2 separate regions of the Sus scrofa genome follow, and region 1 is linked to region 2. A link is a contact called in public promoter capture Hi-C data. All regions are on one chromosome and are shown on one strand. Each heading gives the region's core, a stretch centred on a gene start, on an enhancer-like site or on the middle of the called end of the contact. The rest is flanking DNA. Distances are from core to core; before and after follow the strand shown. Region 1 holds the start of ARL6IP4 (ADP ribosylation factor like GTPase 6 interacting protein 4). Region 2 holds the start of PITPNM2 (membrane-associated phosphatidylinositol transfer protein 2).

Region 1 (3,347 bases), core at 831-3,330, 160 kb before region 2:
ACAGCCACCGTGCCTTCGTGGTCAAATATGCACCAGGCCAGGACCGAGAGCTGGGTTGCCACTATGATAATGCCGAGCTCACCCTCAACGTGTCCCTGGGCAAGGCCTTCACAGGGGGCGCCTTATACTTTGGAGACCTCTTCCAGGTTAGTGTGTGTGATCCGTGGGGCAGGGGCCAGGGCCTCAGGGAGTGCCCAGGCCTAAGCCCAGCTGTCTGCAGGTGCCTTCAGCCCTGGCCCATCCGCTGGAGGTGGAGCACGTGGTGGGCCAGGGCATCCTGCATCGGGGGGGCCAGCTGCACGGGGCCAGGCCCCTGGGCACCGGTGAGCGCTGGAACCTGGTTGTCTGGCTCCGGGCCTCTGCTGTGCGCAACCGCCTCTGCCCCATGTGCTGCCGCAAGCCCCAACTGGTGGACGACGAGGGCTTCGGCGATGGCTTCACTCGCGAGGAGCCTGCCACAGTGGACTTGTGTGCGCTGACCTGAGCCTGGTTGGATCCAGCAGAAATAAACACCCTGCAACCCTCAGTACTTCTTGGTTCAAAAGGATGTGCGGGCTTCTGGGTCATTCTTTCAGTAGACAGGCTGGCTTAGATCAGGGTTTTGTTTGTTTGTTTTTGCCACCCCTAAGCATATGGAGTTCCCAGGCCAGGGATCAGATCCAAGCTGCAGTTGCAACCTATGCCACAGCTGTGGCAATGCCAGATCTGTGCCGGGCCGGGGATTGAACCTGTGTCCTGGCACTGCAGAGATGCTGCTGATCCCATTTTGCACCACAACAGGAACTCCCTTAGGTTGGGCTTGTTAGAACCAGAGGCTGAGATGGGGATTCCTGTGCAAGTGGTTTAAGGAGGGAATACTCTCAGAAGAAGGGGAACCAGGATAGGGCAGAAGCAGCTGGGCCAAATGTGGTTTCAAGAAGGATCCAGCTTCAGCCCAATCTTATAGGCTCTTTGCAGCATGAATGGTACCACAGTTTGCCCCCAACATCAGTTAACTGGCTTTAAGGTATTTCAGGGTAGGGAGGGGGTGAGTAACTTCCCAGACATCCATCTCCAGTGGCCAAGGGAGTCGTCCAGAGAAGGGCACAGGTGTGAGGTGTCAGCAGCAAATACCACGGCTTGGGGCGAGTACACCTGTCTACAAAGAGGATTTGGGCCAGCCACCTAAGGCATCTTCTGGATGGTACAGAGGGGTTACTGCAGAGGGATTAAAAGCAGGGACTCTGGAGCCAGACTGCCTGGGTTCTAATTCTGATTCGATCACTTCCACCTGTGACTGTGGGTAAGCCGTGTGACCTCTCTGTGCTTTACTTTCCTCACCTGGTGAGTATGGCCTAGAGTTGTTCTGGGGCCTCATGTTTATAAAGTGATTTTTAACAGCCCTGTGTCTGCTGCTATCATCACTACTGAAGAGTTTGCAACTTGGCCCCAAGACTGGATGAGGCATGTAGCTATGTTGAAATCTTGAGTTCTGACTTCTTAAGGGAGTGGGAAGATCTGGGAACACCAGGCCCCAATCCGTACTGCAGAAATCAGCAGGGTCTCAGCTGTCCCCACTCTAGACAGGCCTGTGGTGCTCTTGATCACAGGGTCCCTTCCTCATTCACTGCCATGATCCCTCTGGTCCTTATGGACGTTTGAGTGCGATCTCTGTATTACTGGGTGGGGACGATGGAAAGACCAAAGCTCTGGAGCTCGCAGCGCGTTGCAGTGGACACATCCGAAGACAATCCAGAAAGGAAAAGCGGCGCGCAGTAGGGTCGCCTTCTTCCCTGGGGCGCCAGGGAGTCTGGGGGTGCTGCAGGCGCGCCGAAAGAACAGCGTTGGGAGAAGCACAGCTGCAGCAAAAGGCCTGCAAACTCCAGGACTGGCGCCAGGCTGGAGAGCAGGTCTCTCGTCTCGGAGCTCCACCTGTAGGCGGAAGCCTGGATGCCCAACTCGCCTCTCCCGTGGTGATCGCGCCAGGTTCCGTTTCTTGGGCTGCCACAGAAACGGAACCTGGGGCTTCAGAACTAAAGGCAACCGCGCCTCGCTTCGCAGCCGGACTGTCTCCCGAGCAGCACCCCCAGACCGGAAGTCACCCAGCAGCCACTTCCTTACTCTAAGGCGCGGTGCAGGGCAGGTGGTCCGGCCAAATGGACGGTTGAGGCGGGAGCGGAGCAGCTTCGGAGACTTTCTTTAAGGCGGCAAGGCTGCGGAGGGCGCGGGGTGGAGGGTAGGAGTACGCGGAAAGGAATAAAGAACTCACCTGGCAGCTGAGGAACACTGCCGTTCCTAGGGCTCCTGAACTGGATCGCGCAGGCGTGGAGCGTCCGGGCGGGGGCGGGCCCTTAAAGAGGCCGCTGCGGAGAATCCAGGAGCCCGCCGAGAATCTGGGATACCTGGGGGCGAGGGGCGGGTGCGGGTTGTGCGATTGCATAGATCCCCTCATATCCCTGCCCCGGGTGGTGACGGGTATCGATCCCTAGAGGACCAGGTTCTGAGTAGAGCCGCTCTTGGAACCCAGTCTGCGGACCGGCCCAGGGACCCCCAGTTTAAGCGCGTCTCCCCGCCTCCAGCCCACGGCGCTATGGCTCACGTCGGCTCTCGCAAGCGCTCGAGGAGTCGCAGCCGGTCCCGGGGCAGAGGGTCGGAAAAGAAAAGGAAGAAGAGCAGTAAGGACGCTCCCAGGAGCTGCTCGGCTTCTAGATCCCAAAGCCGCAAAGCCAGCACTACCTCCTCTGGGGCGGAGGGTGAGAACCAGAGGGAATGGGAAAGGGGTGAGGGAACTTCATGGAGGAAGTTGCAGGCAGCTGGGCGGGCTTTTCCGGACTGGCTTTGGGAAAATTGCAGAGAGCACTATTCAAAGGAGGACCCAGAGTGTAGATCCTGGGTATCTGGATTGAAGGATGCTCAGAATCCAGCGGCTGGACCAGCCCATTGAATACTGAGTGAAAGGAGCACTTAATCATATCTTTGGTGCAGCTGGGCGGGAGATGTGGGGGCTGGTTGCCCTGCTCCTGGGTGGTCAGTGACTTGGCAGCCCAGAAAGTGCCTCTCCACAGGGTGCTGATCCCTTTTCTGGAAAGCCCTGCCCGAGGGCTTCATGCCTCTGGGGTCAGCCTGAGCCTGCTACAGGCCAGAGCAAGGGGACGAAGGTTTACTTCTTCCCCTCCTGGCCTTCCAGCCTCACCTTCTCCATGCATCACAGAGAGAAGCAAGCACAAGGCCCGGAGGAGACCACGATCCAGCTCTTCCTCCTCTTCTTCCAGTTCTTCTAGCTCCTCTTCCTCCTCGTCCTCCTCCTCTTCCTCCAGCGATGGCCGGAAGAAGCGGGGGAAGCACAAGGACAAGAAGAGGAAGAAGAA
Region 2 (3,415 bases), core at 370-2,869:
TCTGGGCCTGGCCATCATCACAGCAGAGCATGTACTGTCCTGGTCATTTGGCAAGTCACTCCCTACCAGAAAAACAATGGCTTCCTAACTGGGTTTCTCTCTGCAAAGGAAAAGACTGGGAATCTCCCATCACAAAAGAAGAAAAATTTAACAGAGACCATCAGGGGTCAGATCAATTAGGGCCCCAGAGGCAAGCTAGGGACGGGGCTTCTACTCTATCTGGACACCGATGCTGACAGTGCACAGGGTGCTGACCCAAGGCCACCAGGGACAAATCAAACTGCACCTGTCCTCCATCCTCCAGGAGCTCACAATCCAGCGGGACAGATAAGCCAGGCACAAAAGTAACTAAAATAAGGCAGGAGGTGATAAGAGTCACACAAGAGACACAGATAAGGTGCAGTGGGAGTTCAGAGCAGAGATGAGTCACACTGGGGGCTTGGCCGTGGGGGAGATTCAGGTGAAGGGGAGCATTTACTACATTCCCCTCAGAAAGGAGGTGAGGGGGTGTCTAGCCTCTCAGCCCCAGTGGCTCCCAGGTGGGGGCTGCTTGAGAGCCAGCAGCAGACTAAGAAAGATGCTCCAAAGGAGGTCCTCTCTGAAGAATCCGGCTTCTGGAGAGGAGAAGGGGGGCCCTGAGACCCCAGTCCATATTTCAGAAGTTGGGAGAGGAGTGTAGGATGAGGAATCAGGAATGTACGCAGAGGCAGCAAATGCGTTGAAAAGGGACAGAGCTAGAAGATTTGCCTTGAAATGACATTTGCCTAGCAAACACACTCTATTTACTTAGAACTTCCATCTGAGGTTTCCCGGGGGAGTGAGTGCACATTATGGGGGAGGGGAGCTCTAGGGTCTCCTCCCCAAGTCACCCATCAGCCCTGCCCCTGAAAAGAAAGGATGGGGTGGAGGGAGTAAGGAGGAAGCTGGCTGCCCTAAAACAGAGCTGGCACCTCAGGTTACAACAGGAAAGGGAGACTCACAGGATGGAGATAGGCCAGATTTTCTTCCAGCGAGGGGGACAGCGGCAGCACTTCTTCTAAGTCCTGGCCCCTTCTCTGAGGGCCACAGCCCATGCTCCGGCCCCGGACACCCACCTGGCTGGAGGGCTGTCTGGCCGGAGGCGGGAAGCCCAGAAGGCTGGACAGAGGGCTTCGGCCACCACTTCCTCTCAGAGCGCGGGCCGGCCCGGGCAGGCCCAGCACCACACACACACACACCTGCCCCTTGACCGCCGTGACACTTGGCACTGGGGGAGGGGAGTCCTCCGCGCCCCGGCCGGAACCGACAGAAATTCGGTATTAGCGCTAGGGCCCCGAATCCGGAGAGCCAGCGCCTCCCCCGGGGGCCGGGCTGGGGGCGATTTCCTGGGTCCGGGGTCCCCGCGCGCCACACCCTCCTCCCCGCGCGGGGCGGCCGGGGCCGGGTCTCCCGCTTTTCCCTCCCACCCGGCAGGCTGCCGGCGTGCCTGCTCCGCGCCCCCACATCCCCGGGGTTCGCCGGGGGCCTGGGGAGGGGGGCCGGCCGCTCCGCCTTCCGGCCCGGCCGCCGCCACACTCACCCGCTCCGCGCGGCGCGGCTCCGTCCTCTTCGGCCGCGCTGGGCCGCCGCCGCCTCACGCCGCTGGGGAGGCGCCGGCCCCGCGGCCCCGGCCCGGCCGGCTGCGCCCTGCCGCTCCGCGCGCCGCCGCCGCCAGCTGGCCCCAGGCGAGCGGCCGGGCCCCCGCGGGCATGCTCCCCGGCCGTCGGCGGGCGGGAGGCGAGCGGGCGCACGTGCCGGCCGCCACGGGTGTCAGCGCTCGGTGCGCGGGCCGTGGGCGAGGGGGAGGCGGCGGCGGCCGGCGGGGCGCGGGGCCAGGCGCGCCCGCGGACCGGCCTGACAGCTCTACGCCGCGGCGCCGCCGTGCCCCGCGCGCCCCAGCGGCCGCTGCTGCCCGTGCGCGCCGGGCCCGCCTTGCATTCCCTCACTCGGCAGCGGGCCTGCGCCTCCGTCAGGCCACGCGGGGAGCCGCCCGCCCGTCCCGAGGGCCGGCCTCCGCCAGGAGCCACCCGGCAAACTTGGCGACCTCTGCCCCGGCCACCCCCGAAGGCCCGGGGCTCGCTTCCACGCAGGGAGACCCCGGGAGCGGGACCCAGCCCACGACCTCTAGGCCCTCTTAATGCCGTCAGCCTCGCCTGATTTGCTAACACTCAGGAGTCGACAGGGGAAGGGAAGGGGCAATCTGCAGGAATTGGGGGGTCCGGGGGGGAAATCAAGTCCTTTGGTAGTAAAATGACAAATTAAGGGGAACGAATGCTGGAAACCTTCGGAAGGCATTTGGAATGTGTGGACAAACAAGTCAATCGAAGTCCAAACCTTGATGCCTGGTACTTATATTCATTACCGACCAGATTTGCAGAAACAGTTCTCTCTTCAAGACACCAAATATGGTCTGGGCCAAAAACTGAAAAGCTCTTTGGTCATCGAAAGTAGTGGGAAACAGTGGGAGTAATAGTAGCCAGAGGGTAAGTTCTAGTTCTCGACCTCAAGAAGGAACTGGCAGAGGATCAGAAAATGCTTCATGTTGATGTTCCCTCCCGATTGGACTCTCCAGTTGGAAAATAAAAAGACCAGGAGGGTACTGAGTGAAATTTAAAAGAGAGCATAGAGTGTCTGTTTAGAGTGAGCAAGGATGGCTTTGTCTGCCAAGATCTGAAGTAATGGAATTAACCAGGGCACACCTAAAACCTAGTGGTAGTTTACCTATTGCCAAGTATCACCTTACAAGGTTGAGGAGCCAGGAGTGCTTTTCCCTGGAAGGGTAAGTGCAAGCTAAAGTTAAAGCAATCCAAGACAGTTCAGATACTGGGAGAGAGAACAACTGACCAAAGGTTGTCCCATCTCCTTGGAGACTGAATGGGCCAAGAAAGCCATCATAACACAGCTCACCTCAAAACACGGTCTTGTGATGTTCATACCGAGACAAAGGGTTCCCACAAATACGAAACCGTCAACTCCTTCCCTCCACTAAGAGGTTCCCAAAGACCCATTAAAGGTATTCTGAGTACACAGATCTCCAGAGTGAGACTCTACCTATAAGGCCAGTCAGAACCAAGCACCTGGATGACTGCCACTGTAACCCTGCAATGATCATACCCGACCAGTTACTTAAGTACTTTAAGGACTTAACACCATTAAAAACCAGATCTCGGGAGTTCCCGTTGTCGCTCAGTGGTTAACGAATCCAACTAGGAACCATGGGGTTGCGGGTTCGATCCCCAGCCTCCCTCAGTGGGTTGAGGATCCAGCGTTGCCTTGAGCTGTGGTGTAGGTCGCAGACACAGCTCGGATCCCTCGTTGTGGCTCCGCGTAGGCTGGTTGGTGCCTACAGCTCCGATTAGACCCCTAGCCTGGGAATCTCCATATGCTGTGGGAGCGG

The links. Promoter capture Hi-C pulls out the DNA fragments that hold promoters and counts their contacts.
Region 1: a contact with region 2 is called in a promoter capture Hi-C map of fetal skeletal muscle, with 7 times the contacts expected there. The contact joins the promoter of ARL6IP4 here to the promoter of PITPNM2 in region 2. A contact is called at or near these places in 3 of 5 promoter capture datasets (fetal liver, fetal skeletal muscle and liver), 11 of 47 Hi-C or Micro-C datasets (embryonic fibroblasts, fetal heart ventricle, heart right ventricle and 6 more) and 1 of 2 datasets of contacts at active chromatin or transcription factors (skeletal muscle).

What each region holds. Positions count from the first base shown.
Region 1 is chr14:29,887,203-29,890,549 of Sscrofa11.1, reverse strand. It overlaps ARL6IP4 (ADP ribosylation factor like GTPase 6 interacting protein 4), which reads left to right and starts at 2,080. Exons shown (of 5, transcript NR_033706.1): 1 at 2,080-2,732; 2 at 3,252-3,347. OGFOD2 (2-oxoglutarate and iron-dependent oxygenase domain-containing protein 2) reads left to right here. Exons shown (of 7, transcript XM_001928564.5): 6 at 1-146; 7 at 221-547. The coding sequence ends at 484.
Region 2 is chr14:29,728,304-29,731,718 of Sscrofa11.1, reverse strand. PITPNM2 (membrane-associated phosphatidylinositol transfer protein 2) reads right to left here and starts at 1,619. Exons shown (of 27, transcript XM_005670599.3): 1 at 1,559-1,619.